Regions from separate parts of the Hordeum vulgare genome. Here region 2 is linked to region 1. The links are chromatin contacts, called in public Hi-C maps. All regions are on one chromosome and are shown on one strand. The core of a region is the stretch at or near the end of the contact, and the rest is flanking DNA. Distances in the headings are between cores, read along the strand shown.

Evidence for each region. Hi-C and Micro-C count contacts between places; a contact is called where the count stands out from the background.
Region 2: a Hi-C map of leaf shows a contact between it and region 1, with 5 times the contacts expected there. The contact joins the promoter of LOC123441817 here to the promoter of LOC123440079 in region 1. A contact is called at or near these places in 3 of 6 Hi-C or Micro-C datasets (leaf and seedling).

What each region holds. Positions count from the first base shown.
Region 1 is chr3H:421,181,656-421,188,651 of MorexV3_pseudomolecules_assembly, forward strand. It overlaps LOC123440079 (fasciclin-like arabinogalactan protein 11), which reads right to left and starts at 3,225. Exons shown (of 1, transcript XM_045116664.1): 1 at 2,135-3,225. The coding sequence starts at 3,153. The coding sequence ends at 2,389.
Region 2 is chr3H:421,995,018-422,002,013 of MorexV3_pseudomolecules_assembly, forward strand. It overlaps LOC123441817, which reads left to right and starts at 3,559. Exons shown (of 6, transcript XM_045118036.1): 1 at 3,559-5,064; 2 at 5,565-5,705; 3 at 5,794-6,996. The coding sequence starts at 3,559.

The DNA.
Region 1 (6,996 bases), core at 1,975-4,474:
GTGCGGATGTCCTCCCCCAAACGAGTTCCAAGACATGTTGTTTTGGTGCAAGAAGACTACCGTGACGCTTCACGCCAGGTTGGGCGTCATCGTCGAGCCCACGTGCGCGTGAGGAACGATGGTTTTGCAGATAAAGACCACTTTTTGTAATGATAGACTGAGCGTGTGTCTCCCTTCGAATTTCCGCCTTGTGGCCACGCTTTCTTGCCGATATTTCCGGGAAAGAAGACCAAGACAAAATGATAAGAGGGATAGTGTTGCTACTTTGGGAGGGACCCATCTCTCTAGTTCCCTAGGAAGCCCTTTTTTGTACCTCCAACCTTGTAACACTTGTGCACACCCTAAAAGCAATCCCATCAAGTAGAAGTAGGGTTTTACATTGTCTAGTGGCCCGAACCTGGATAAATTTATATGTTTCGTTCGTGCTTTGCGCGTGTAGCATCGTCAAGGTTACAGGTTGTAGATCACGGACGAGGTTCCTAGTGTTCAAAGTAGGATTTTTGGAGGGTTTTCTTTCGACTCATAATCAATCTCCAACAACTTATCTATCTATTTATCTGTCAATAAAAATATACAAAGACCGTCCACTTAGAAATGAAAATTGCTTTATAGTGAACTTAGTAAAATCGGGGACCCATTCTTTTTCCTTTAAAAACTGTGCTAGCTAGTGTGTCGCCTTTTCTTGTGAATCAACCAAAAGCTAGTGGCGGTATGGATAAGAGTAGAATGAAAGCATGATTGCAAAAGTAATTCGTACCAGCTAAGCGAGCTGCATTGTCATCTGTATAAAAAACGGATGCCATACCGACAGTGCTAGCTGGCTATTGATAATTGAAAGGGACGTGCCGCCACGCGACTCCATGATGTGCGTATCCGTATATGACAACGGTTAGTCCCGAAATTGTTTTTGAGCTCGGCCTTCATGATGAACTTTAAATTTGAAATCTAAAATTCGTGAAAATTTATATTTTTAAAAATTCTGAAAAAATACAAAGATAAGTGAGGGCGTAACATACATGTGTGTAAATTTTCAGAAAAATACGTCAAAATGAGGCCTATACAAAAAAACAAATATGAGGTATTTTAACACATGATACTATTCATTGTACAGGTCATGAATTTGTCTTTTTTGCGCAGATCATATTTCAAAGTATATCATTCTAAAAATTTAGACACATACACATAACATCCTTCTTTACTTGCATATTTTCTTTAGATTTTTTAAACTAAAAAGTTTGAAATTTTAATTTTTCAAAAATTTCAAGATCCAAAGAGCTCGGCCTCCAAACGTCCGTTCTCCGCTGAGTCCTTATATCATAAACAAGGAAAAAAAGATAGCATGCTATATAAAATAGCGCGATCTATAAAAATATGTTATTAGTATGCTATAACGTATACTATAACATGCTATTAGTGAAAAATTGTACGTTGATAAATTTAATGAGATAATTCTTTACATGCTATAGCGTGCTATAAGCAATGCTATAACGCGCTTTTTTTTTCAGTGATCATGAGTACTACTATGGTAACGAAGCTACCAGCAATGTTACGCTCTTTGCCAACAGAGTTACTGGGCTACAAGCTAATAGTTCTCGTCTGGATCTGAGCAACCTCCGTCTCCGATGGTAACGCGATGTAAGCGACGGGCCATCCTATCACATCTCTGATGTTGATCTGAAGAACCTAGTCGGCTGTGAAGTAAGATGAAGGTTTCCAGACTAAACATTTTCACCCGAAGCAAAATAGAATGTGTTGCATTGCTGCTGCTCCATGCCCGCAGATACGGCGTATACTCGTACAATACAGTACCACTATGCAATAGAATGGACTCACTCATCACCACGCGCTCGTGCATTGGCCCGTCCCTGCTTCGCCACTCTGTTCCACACTTGCACCAACTCCATGATTACCCATCGTTTGATAAATCCAAAACCGAACACTAGACGTGTACTACCATCCCATTTTGACCAGAGAACACGTCCAAATCAAAGAGGCAGCCATTATCTTATCCTGGTTTAGTACCAGCTCTGATCATTAGCAGCTCAACTAATAACGTGAGCAAAGCACCGACAGACGACAGTCTTTTCGCGGGCACACACCCAAATCGCAAATGGACCATGTCTTTCAATCGCACTAGCAGGAACCCAAAATGTACTGCGTCGTTACGAACATTCTGGCCTCAAACACATAAATTCAATCACATAACCCGATCTCAACAAACCGCCAAGAAGGCAAGAACAAGAATGGAAGAAAGGAATTTGAACAGGGTGGAAGGAAGGAAAGAAACACCACCGGCACGTGGAAGGCAAGAAAACCCGTCAAGTGTATGCACATTGATTGATGGCCATGGCGTCCTGGTCGTCGTGCGATCATCCCAAGCTACCCAGCTCACAAGAGGTAGCCAAGAAGAGCAGCCATGCCGGCCACGCCCCAACCGACGGCCCTGGCGCCGGCGGCGCCCGTGGGAGCGGCGTCGTCGGCTGACCCGGCCGGCCCGGAGGCGGCCTCACCCTTCTTGGTCTTGTCCCCCTTGGAGGCGGTGGGCGCGGGCGCCGGAGCCTTGGCCCCGAACATCTCTGCGGGCAGGAGCACCTTGTCGACCGAGTAGACGGCGAGCGGCTTGACTGCGCTGAGCGCGTTGTTGACGGCGACCTCGACGACGCCGGTGGAGACGTTGACCTGGTTGTTGCCGGTGGCGATGATGTTGAGCGTGATTGGGTCCTTCTTGCCGGAGGCCTGGGTGCGGACGGGGTTGCTGGCCGTCTGGAAGGACTCCATGGAGTAGTACTGGGGCAGGATGTGTCCCTGGACCAGCGACACCTGCTCCTGCTGGCTGAGGCTGTTGAGCGTGCCGGGCTTGAGGTTGTTGAAGGCGTTGTCGGTGGGCGCGAACACGGTGTAGCCGTTGCCGTTGAAGGAGTTGTTGAGCTGGCTGTTGAGCTGCGTGTCCTGCTGCGTCTCCTTCATCAGCCGGATGAAGGTCGTGTACTGCCCGCCCTTCACCAGGATGGCCGTCACGTTCGGCGGGCCGGCCGGCGTCGCCGAGGGGCCCGGGGCCTGCGCCTGCGACACGGCCACCAGGGCCAAGAGCGCCGCCGCGACGACGACAATGCCGCTCCTCGCTGCCATTGCTTGTGTGGCTCTGGCTGGCATTGCTCTCAAGTCTGAACAACGGAGGTTGCAGCTGAGGAGAGAGCGGTGGTGTGTGTAGTGCGTGTTGTCGGTACAGGGTGCTGGTGTTGGCTGATATAGGGAGGCCGACGTGGGGTGGGGTTAGGGGTGACCGGCTGGAGATGAGCTGGTCTGACGGTGCGTACCCATCGGTGGTTGCCGATGAGGGTTATGTTATTCTCTGCGCGTGGAATGGCGGGAATGTGCGCTACGACACGATGCTGGGCGACGCAATGAAGTGAGCCGCGGTGCAGTCAGTTCTCGAGAACTGTCACCGTTCGATTGCGATGATTTAATGGTAGTACGCGGAGCACACGAGAATCTTGCGCAGCCAACGGCCGTGCAGAACTAGTTGTGCGCGCGCATGTGCCATCAATTTCGATTAGAAGGCCGTGGGTAATGAAAAGTCTGTAGCAGGTGAGGAAAGAATTAACACTCCGTGGGTGATAAAAAGTCTGTGGCAACCCCGCCACACCGATGCCAAAACTTGACGAAGTCGTCTCTTCCAACGGAGTAAATTGTCAAAAACTACCACATTTGACGCAAATGTGTCCGGTGGCTATCACTTTACAATTATTAACGAAAAACTACTAAAAATTTGTTAATCCGTTGTTAAAAACTATCGATCTTTTTAACACCTCTCATCTTGTTAAAAACTATTCGTCTCTTCCAACGCTACAACCGGGATTCACCTCGCTTGTCTTCCGTCACCGTTTCACACCTCTCATCGATCCGCCGCAAAGGTAATATTTTCTTGTACAATATTCATTATGCTCCACAAGTATTTGGTGAAATGTCGTGTTATTTTTATTCTCTTCTTCTTTGAATTAGTGAATGTGGATATATGAGCTAATTTTTTTTAATATTGCATTTTTTTATACTTTTTGAAAAATAATGCACCGATTCAAAAAATTTGAAAAATAAGCCTGCCTCGGCCACTGCGAAGCCAATTGGACGCTGCCGGCTTTGGTGCGCCCGATAGGAAGCAGTCGGCCGGGCCTAGGCCGATTAGTGGCTCTCGGCCACGTGGGAGCCGACTAGTGGCCAGGCCACTGCGTGTCGGCCTGGGGGAAGTCGATAAGGCTATCGGCCTAGGCGTGGCCAACTAGTGGCCACGAGCCAGCCCGAGCCAGCCCCTTCCCCCCTCTCCTTGTTCCTCCTTCCTCTTTCTTCCTTCTCCCTTCTCCCATTCTACCTTATCTCCTTTCTCTCTTTCTTCTCCTTCGTTCTCCCCCCGCACAATTTTTTTTCCATTTCCACGTTTTGAACAGTACTTTTATTGTGTAAGGAGGAGGGCATCCAAACTATCCGTCTCACTCGCGATGGAATTTTTTATTTTCAACGTTAGCTATTTTCCCGACTCCATTTCCCGCCCATATTCCCCCAATCGGCCACGCCATCTCGTTCTCTCCTCCGTTGCCGCCAATATTTCCACGTCTCCATTCCCGCCAAATTTTTCGCACCACCCTTTCCCGCTAAATTTTGCCCGTTTCTTTTCCCGCCACCTTTCCCGCCACCTTTTTACCCTCTTATTTCCCACCAAATCTTTCCCGCCTCATTTCCCTCCTCGTTTTCCCGCCATCTTCCTGGTCATCTAAGTCTATAAAAGGAGGCATTGGACTGCCTTCCTCCATCATCCAGCCTCAAAGGGACTTGTGAATCTTATTTCATGTATTTCGGGAATCTTACTTTGTTTGTAAGATGATCCAGGCTTACTTTGTTTGTAAGATTCACAAGTCCCTTTGAGGCTTGATGATGGAGGAAGGCAGTCCAATGCCTCCTTTTATAGACTTAGATGACCAGGAAGATGGCGGGAAAACGAGGAGGGAAATGAGGCGGGAAAGATTTGGCGGGAAATAAGAGGGTAAAAAGTTGGTGGGAAAATAAACGGGCACAATTTGGCAGGAAAGGTGGTGCGAAAAATTTGGCGGGAATGGAGACGTGGAAATATTGGCGGCAACGGAGGAGGGAACGAAATGGCGTGGCCGATTGGGGGAATATGGGCGGGAAATGGAGTCGGGAAAATAGCTAACGTTGAAAATAAAAAATTCCATCGCGAGTGAGACGGATAGTTTGGATGCCCTCCTCCTTAGACAATAAAAGTACGGTTCAAAACGTGGAAATGGAAGATTTTTTGTGTGGGGGGGGGAAGGAAGGAGGAGAAAGAGAGAAAGGAGATAAGGTAGAATGGGAGAAGGGAGAAGGAAGAAAGAGGAAGGAGGAAGAAGGAGAGGGGGAAGGGGCTGCCTCGGGCTGGCTAGTGACCACTAGTCGGCCACGCCTAGGCCGATAGCCTTATCGGCTTCGCCAGGGCCGACAGGCAGAGCCGACAGGGCAATCGACGTGGCCTGGCCACTAGTCGGCCGCCACGTGGCCGAGAGCCACTAATCGGCCGGGCCTAGGCCGACTAGCACTAGAGCCGACAGCCTCCAATCGGCTTCGAAGTGGCCGAGGCAGGCTTATTTTTGAAAAATTTCGAATCGGTGCATTATTTTTGAAAAAGAATAAAAAAATGCAATATTAAAAAAATTTAGCGATATATGAAGTACATATACAAACACTATGTTAAATCATGAGACGGCTCGTTCGACGAGGAGGATTACATGGATGAGACGATGATGCAAGCGGTCATTGCAGACATGGAGCGTGCGGAAGACCATGTTCTCAATGTCAAGGAAGCGATCAAGGCGACAACTGCTCCTCCGATGAAGTGCATGAAAATATCTGAGATTGAGTTAGATTAGCGTGAATGTTGCGGATCACTGCATCAGATAAGTGTCATGTGTTCTTGTTTTGGCGGCCTGTGAGCCTGCCTACTTCCATTCTACTACAACTTTAGTGCACTTAGTTTCCTTTAATACTCTTATGTTAGTTTCCCTTCGAACTGTTGTAATAAGATGTTTGAACTACTTTGGTTTCATATTCATATCGAGCCAGGGAGAGCCTCCCTATTTATCTTTAAAAAATCAACTGTCATCGAGCGCTGCACCAACTCCCTTTGAAAGGACATGGATATCGTCAAGAGGGGATGAATAGGCACTTTAAAATAATTATGATTTAGGCTTGAACAAATGGGGAATAGAACTAATGTTTAATTAGTCAAGCACAAAACATAAAACAATTAGGCTCACCTATGTTCACCAATAACTTGTGTTAAGCAAGATAAAGAACTAAGTGATAGTAAGATATATAACAAGAAATGATATGGCTATCACCAAGTAAAGTGCATGAGTAAAGGACTCGGGTAAGAGATAACTGAGACACGCGAAGACGATGATGTATCATGAAGTTCACACCCTTGCGGATGCTAATCTCCATTTGAAGCGATGTGGAGGCACAATGCTCCCAAGAAGCCACTAGGGCCACCATAATCTCCTCACGCCCTCGCACAATGCAACATGTCGTGATTCCACTAGTGGTGTCTTTTGAAGGTGGCGACCGAAACCTTTACAAACAAGGTTGGTGCAATCTGCACAACTTAATTGGAGGCTCTCAATACCACCACAAAGCTTCACCACAATAGATTGTGGCTCCGGGGTGCAAATTGTTCGGGGAAATTGAAACGTCTCCAACGTATCTATAAATTTTAATTGTTCCATGCTATAATGTTATAATTTCAGGATACTTTTTGGGTGTTAATTTAACAATTAATATTATTTTAGCACTAATCTATTAACGTAGTGCCCGGTGTGAGTTGTTGTTTTCTGCATGTTTTTGGCTTTTCAAGTTTATAGTACCAAACAAAGTATAATTGCCACGAGACTTTTTGATGATTTTTTCTGTACCAAAAGAATACATGGAAGCTTTGGGAGAAGATCGAAGGCT
Region 2 (6,996 bases), core at 2,309-4,808, 810 kb after region 1:
CCCCCACTATATAAAGGAGGTCTTCTTCCCCATTGGACCTTATCTATTCGTTGAGCTCATGTTCTTCCCCCATTGTTGACCTTCTTAGAGCTTGCTAACTCTCAATCCCTCCAATGATTCTTGCTAGTTCTTGAGGGAAAAGAGAGAGGAGATCTAGATCCACATCTCCACCAATCACTTTCTCTTCTATGTGAGGGGAACCCCTTGGATCTTGATCTTGGAGTTCTTTGTGAGCTCCTTTTTCTTCCTCTCATATTTGTCCATAACTTTTGTTGTTGTGGAGGGATTTGAGTGTGAGGGACTTGACCACTTCGTTTGTTCTTGTCATTGCATTAGTTGCATCGGTTTGAGTTCTCCATGGTGATACGTGAAAGTGAGAAGTTGAGAAGCTTATTACCCTTGGGTACTTGGTACCCCTAGAAGCTTAGTGGTGCCTCGGAGCTCAATCATTATGGTGTAAAGCTCCGGGCAAGCGTCGGGGTCTCCAATTAAGTTGTGGAGATTACCCCGAGCATTTGTGGTCACCTTGAAGCCATATGACATTGTGGTGAAGCTTCGTGGTGTTGTTGAGAGCCTCCAATTAAGTTGTGGAGATTGCCCCAACCTTGTTTGTACGGGTTCGGTGACCGCCCTCAAGGGTCCCGTAGTGAAATCACGACATCTTGCATTGTGCGAGGGCGTGAGGAGATTACAGTGGCCTTAGTGGCATCTTGGGGAGTATTGTGCCTCCACACCGCTCCAAACGAAGATTAACATCCGTAAGGGTGTGAACTTCGGGATACATCGTCGTCTCTGTGTGTCTCGGTTATCTCTTACCTGAACCCTTTACTTATGCATTTACCTTGTAATAGCCATATTGTTTCTTGTCATATATCTTGTTATCACTTAGTTGTTTATCTTGCTTAGCATAAGTTGTTGGTGCTCATAGGTGAGCCTAGTTGTTTTAGGTTTTGTGCTTGACAAAATAAACGTTAGTTTTATTCCGCATTTGTTCAAGTCTAAACCATAATTATTTTAAATCGCCTATTCACCCCCGCCCTCTAGGCGACATCCACGTCCTTTCAGAGAGCGAGTTCAAAGCACTACGAAAACCCACCGCGCCTGCGTGTCATCGAAAGAGACGCTATGGAGCGAAAATCTAGACAACATGCAAAAGCTCAACTAGACCTATTACAACAATAGTCGACCACCAGTTCAACAAAAAGGACAAAGTAACCCACCCTCACAATGTTGTAATTGTTATTTCAAATGAACAAAATCTGTGTTTAAAAAGAGAATCGGAGGGGTCCCGAACAAACCGATAGATCTGAAATTATAGCCATTGAAAATATAGCTGTTATAAAAGCAATCATTCAGAACAATAATAGTTGGGATTGTAGCCGTTGAAATTATAACTGGATTGGTAGTTATTAGACATTATAATTTTTTTCTAAGTCCCAAACTTTTTGTCTTAGATTTTTCTAGATATGAATAGAGGTAATACAATAGAAAGAATATAGAGAATACAACATGACCTATTTTGCTAGAGAATTTAAAACTTTTTAAATAATACTCTCCCTGTCCCATAATGTAGGACTTTTTGAAACTAGTGTAGTGTGAAAAAAAGTTTTACAAGATGAGCGAGTACAATACTATATCAAATTTAAACTGTCGTACTTCATCCGTTCCTAAATATAAGTCTTTTTAGAAAGCCATTACTGACTACATATGAAACAAAATGAATGAGTATATATTCTAAAACATGTCTATATACATCTGTATGTAATCCATAGTGAAATCTTTAAAAAGACTTATATTAAAAAAAGGAGTGTTATCCTTGGGCCGACGGATCACGAGCCGTCAGATCCCGTATAATCTTGCGGACATGCATGGTCCTTTACTTTCGCAACAAAAGTCTTGCTCCAGAAACTCTTTTAACAAAAGTTTTGTTACATAAATTTTTGCAACAAAGGTTGTGTTGCTTATTTTTATCAGCACATATCATGTTAATTTTTTTTTTCTAGCAAAGATTCCATTACAAAAATATGTGTAGATTTTTTTTGCAAGAGAGATCATGCTACGGAAAATTTATGCAACAAAGATCATGCTACAAACACTCAAAAGTATCATGTTACAGAAAATATTGCTATGACGGCATGTGCGGCGCAGCATGCCCCACAGGGGATGGCGCAGTCCAGCATCTTAAGTGGGTCAATGGGACACACGTCGATCAAACGGGTCAATGTCTCCCACTCCTACTCTTCCGGGTCGCTGGCGCTCCTTCCCATCAAGCCGGAGCCGTTGGAAACACCGCTAGGACGGCGCACGCGCAACGCGCCCTCACCATCAATGAGGGCGGCGTCCCTTCTCCTCCGGCTTCCTCCTCCCGCCTCGTCAAGCCGAAGACCGAGCCGAGGTTCCTCCCCGTCAAGTAGGGGCACCTCGACATGGCCGCCTTCGACGAGATTGCGCTCAAATGGGCGCGGGACGACTACGTCCAGGAGGAGATGGAGCGCCATCGACGGCCTTTGAGGAGATCGCCGCTCGACGCCGTGGCCGCGAGGAGGGCAACATCATCCTCGACGACAGCGATGAGGAGGCATCTGTGCCGTCCAAACCCGTCTGCCACGGCAACCCAGGGCACGGGTGCAGTAAGGACGGCGGCGGAGTGCAGGACAACGACGACGACTACACCAACTTGTACAAGCTTCTCGGCTGTAGAAGGTTCAAGACGACAACGAGGTAGTAGTAGTTTTTAATTTCCGTTTTAAATATGTTTTAGTTTAGTTTGTGCAAATATCAATGAATACGCTGAATCTGACCGAATTTGTGTCGTGCTTGGTCCATTTTTTAGCCGAATTTGATTTAAAAAAAGCGATTGAGGCGACTTTGAGGGTCCGATTGGAAATCCGACACCCACACCGATTTTTTCGTCGGCGTGCCCCTCACATGTCGCTATTTCAAAGGGAAACGTTTCTGGCCGGTGCGCCGGTCGAACCGTTCGGCCGGCCGCACGCGACCATGCGCGCCCGCTGACTTGGCATGCAACATTTTTTCGTTTAAATTGTTGCAACCAGCGTCATATTTGCTGCAAGTGTTATTTTTTTGCTACACTTGTCCAGTAAAAAAACTACATATACGTTTGGTTGCAACTTCAGTTCGTCGAATTTTTCGTTACAATCGATGTTTTTTTACTTTTGCTACAACCGTGTTAATTTTTGTTATAACCGGCATCAGTTTTTGTTGCAACCGTTCATTAAAAAAGTTGCATACACGTCACGTAAATATTTATTACAACCGGCGTTTGATTTTTGCTACCACGCACCATCAACTTTGTTTTTTTGCTATGATCATGTAGATTTTTTTGCTACAAATTTTATTTTTGTTGCAACCGTTAAAAAAATTATTGCATCGCATCAAAATTTTGCTGCATCAAAAAAAAAATATTGCATAAAGATCCAACGATGCGGACGCGTGGGGTGATGGATCGTGCGGCGCTTTCGCCCGTCGCGCCGGCGCACAACACTGCCTTATTTCAAACCGGTGGGGGGCGATCGAGTGGGGATGCTCTTAGCCGCAATGGCCGATCAGCCGAGGAAAACATGGGGCCCACCTATCAGTAACTGTAAATCGGTGCCTGAGACTGACATCAGTTGCCCTCCCCGTAACCCTCCCCCTCGACTGGACGCGCCGCCGCACCCACACCCACAGCCGTCTGGACTCTGGAGGCTGAGCGAGCGAGACCCCCAAAACCCTCGCTTAGCACGCGGACTGGGATCGCCCCCCCCCCCCTCGATGCCGAAGCGGCGGCGCGGCGTTGCCGCCTCACCCCGCTGTCGGAAGAAGCAGAAACGCCTCGACGCCATTTGCGACGTCGCGCCGACGCCTCCCCCGGGCGGCGGCGGCGGCGAGGATTCCGACCCGGAGTCCGTCCGCCGGAGCACGCGGGCACGCCGCGCGCCCGTCACGCTCGACACCTCGCCGGCTCCCTCGCCCCGCCGCATGAGGCCCCGCCGCGGCGGGGGCGTGGCCGGGTCCAGTGGGAGCCCGCGGAGGGGGGGCAAGGGAAGGGCACGGGGCCAGGCTGTTGCCCGAGTAGTGGACGGCGAGGAGGATGAGGAGGACGGCGGGGGAAATGCGGCTTGGCGCTCGCGGCTGCGAGATAGGGCTAAGGGGAAGGCCGGCGCGGGGCGGCGAGTGAGGACCCTGTGGGTTGAAGACGAAGACGAAGATGAAGAGGAGGGGGCCAAGGAAGAGGGGGGCGAGGAGAGCGGAGGTTTGTCATCGCGTGGGATGGAAGTCACAGAGGGGGAGATCAATTTAACCATCGATGTTAGTGTAGAAACTCACGATGCTGCTGAGGGTGTCACTGTAGTCGAAGAAGAAGACGAGGAAAAAGGAGTAGGGGAGGAAGATGATGAGTATGAGGAGGAGGAAGAAGCAACCGGTGCAGGAACTGATCTAGACGAAGGCAACATGGAGGAAGTGGGGGACGAGGATAGTTTGCAAGAGGAAGAGAAAACCAAAGAGTTGGATTCACCTGTACTAGAAGGAGAAAATGGTGATGAGAATGCTGATGAGGTTGAGTTCGGCGATTTAGGGGAGAATGAACAGCTCGATGTGCACCATGGGCAGATTGCAGAAGCGAGCAACCTTCCTGATGAGCAGCAAATGGAACTTGATGGTCATGGTCCTGATGAGCAAGTGGAAGAGGTCCAGCAGGATGGACAGATGGATGATGCCCCAAATATAGTGTTGTCTGAGGACGCTCTGAACGAGAGAGTCGGGAAATCTCTAGTGTCAGATGAAAAACGAGGAGTTGTAGATGTTAAAGAAGGAAGGAGGTGTGGGCTATGTGGAGGAGGGACTGATGGGAGGCCACCCAAGATTGCACTGCATGATACTGCTGACAGCGAGAATGAAGCCTATGAGGGTGCTATGCCTTCAGAGGAGCCCAACTATGATATATGGGATGGGTTCAGTGACGATCCTGGATGGCTTGGAAGGTTACTGGGTCCAATACATGATAGATTTGGGATTGCCCGTGTCTGGGTTCATCAGAATTGTGCAGTTTGGAGTCCCGAGGTCAGTTCCTGCAATGCATTTCAAAATTCTTATGTGCTATTTGAATGTGTATGTTGAGTTACTACTTTCTTCTGTTGCTTATTATTGCTGTTCTTTTGCTCTATTTTAAAAAAAGAAGGCATGCAACAATGCCCTTGTCTATAGCCCCCCCCCCCCCTCCCACAGTGTAGGGAAAGCCCCCAATGTAAATAGGAGCTCAGATCTGCGCCGCGAGGACTTATTGTGGGTTTGTACATCCACCTTCTCATGGCCTCACCCAAGTTAGTTAGGCTCACTTCCTCAGTAACCCCCTCTTTATCACCATGATTGTATTTCCTGAAAATAGTATCTTCCACTACGTGGTTAACTGGTTATGGATCAACATTGGTTGCTGTGGATTGCTTACTGAATTCCAATAGAATGTATTGCTAATAAAAACAACTGAATGCGATTTTGGTGATGCTGAGATTTTTTGTAATGTATTTGTGATAAGAAAATCATTTTTTGGTGTTAAATTTCAGGTTTACTTTGCTGGTTTAGGGTGCCTAAAAAATGTAAGGGCAGCACTTTGCCGTGGAAGGCTTTTGAAGTGCAGTCGATGTGGTAGACCTGGAGCAACTATTGGGTGCCGTGTTGATCGATGTCCAAAAACCTACCATTTGGTAATTACTTTATATGCTTAGGCTGCACTTCATCATTAATTATTTCTCTTTAATATGTATTATTTTTCTCCCCATCTCTATTCTGTAGCCTTGTAGTCGAACAGAAGCCTGCATATTTGATCACCGGAAGTTTCTTATAACTTGCAATGATCATCGACATCTCTTCCAACCCCAAGGAGATAAATATGCTGAACTACTCAGGAAGATGAAGATAAAAAAGATGAAGGCCAATATCAGAAAGTTGTCACATGATGCATGGAGAAAGGATATAGAGGCTGAAGAGAAATGGTTAGAGAACTGTGGGGAAGATGAAGAGTTCTTGAAACGTGAGGGGAAGAGGCTAAACAGAGATCTTTTGAGGATTGCACCTGTTTACATAGGAGGTTCTTCTGAAAATGACGAGGCGTACCGTGGTTGGGAATCTGTTGCTGGGCTGAGTGATGTTATTCAGAGCATGAAAGAAGTGGTGATACTGCCCCTTCTATATCCTGAATTCTTTAGCTCTTTAGGTCTTACACCACCAAGAGGTGTTCTGCTGCATGGTCATCCTGGTACTGGTAAAACACTTGTTGTACGGGCACTAATAGGGGCATGCTCTCAGGGTAACAGAAGGATTGCTTATTTTGCTCGAAAAGGCGCTGATTGTTTGGGCAAGTATGTTGGGGATGCTGAGAGGCAGTTAAGACTTCTATTCCAGGTAGCTGAAAAATGCCAACCTTCTATCATATTTTTTGATGAGATGGATGGTTTAGCCCCTTGTAGATCCAGACAACAAGACCAGACGCACAATTCAGTTGTGGCGACTTTGCTCTCGTTACTTGATGGTTTGAAATCACGTGGCTCGGTTATAGTAATAGGGGCTACAAATCGTCCTGATGCTATAGACCCTGCTCTTAGGAGACCAGGAAGGTTTGATCGTGAGATATACTTCCCGCTCCCCACCCTAGAGGCTAGATCTGCCATTCTTTCGTTACACACAAAAAACTGGCCTAGTCCTATTTCAGGCACATTCCTTTCAGCTGTTGCAAGCCAAACTATTGGATATGCTGGTGCTGATTTGCAGGCAATTTGTACCCAAGCTGCATTAAATGCTCTGAAAAGGACTTGCCCATTGCAAGATATCTTACGCTTCGCTGAGAAAGGAACTGAACATGGACGACTTCCTCTACCATCAATCGACGTGGAGGAAAGGGATTGGTTGTCTGCTCTTGCAGCAGCTCCCCCACCCTGTTCACAAAGGGAAGCAGGGATTGCTGCAAATGATCTAGTTTCCGCTCCTATTGATTCCTAT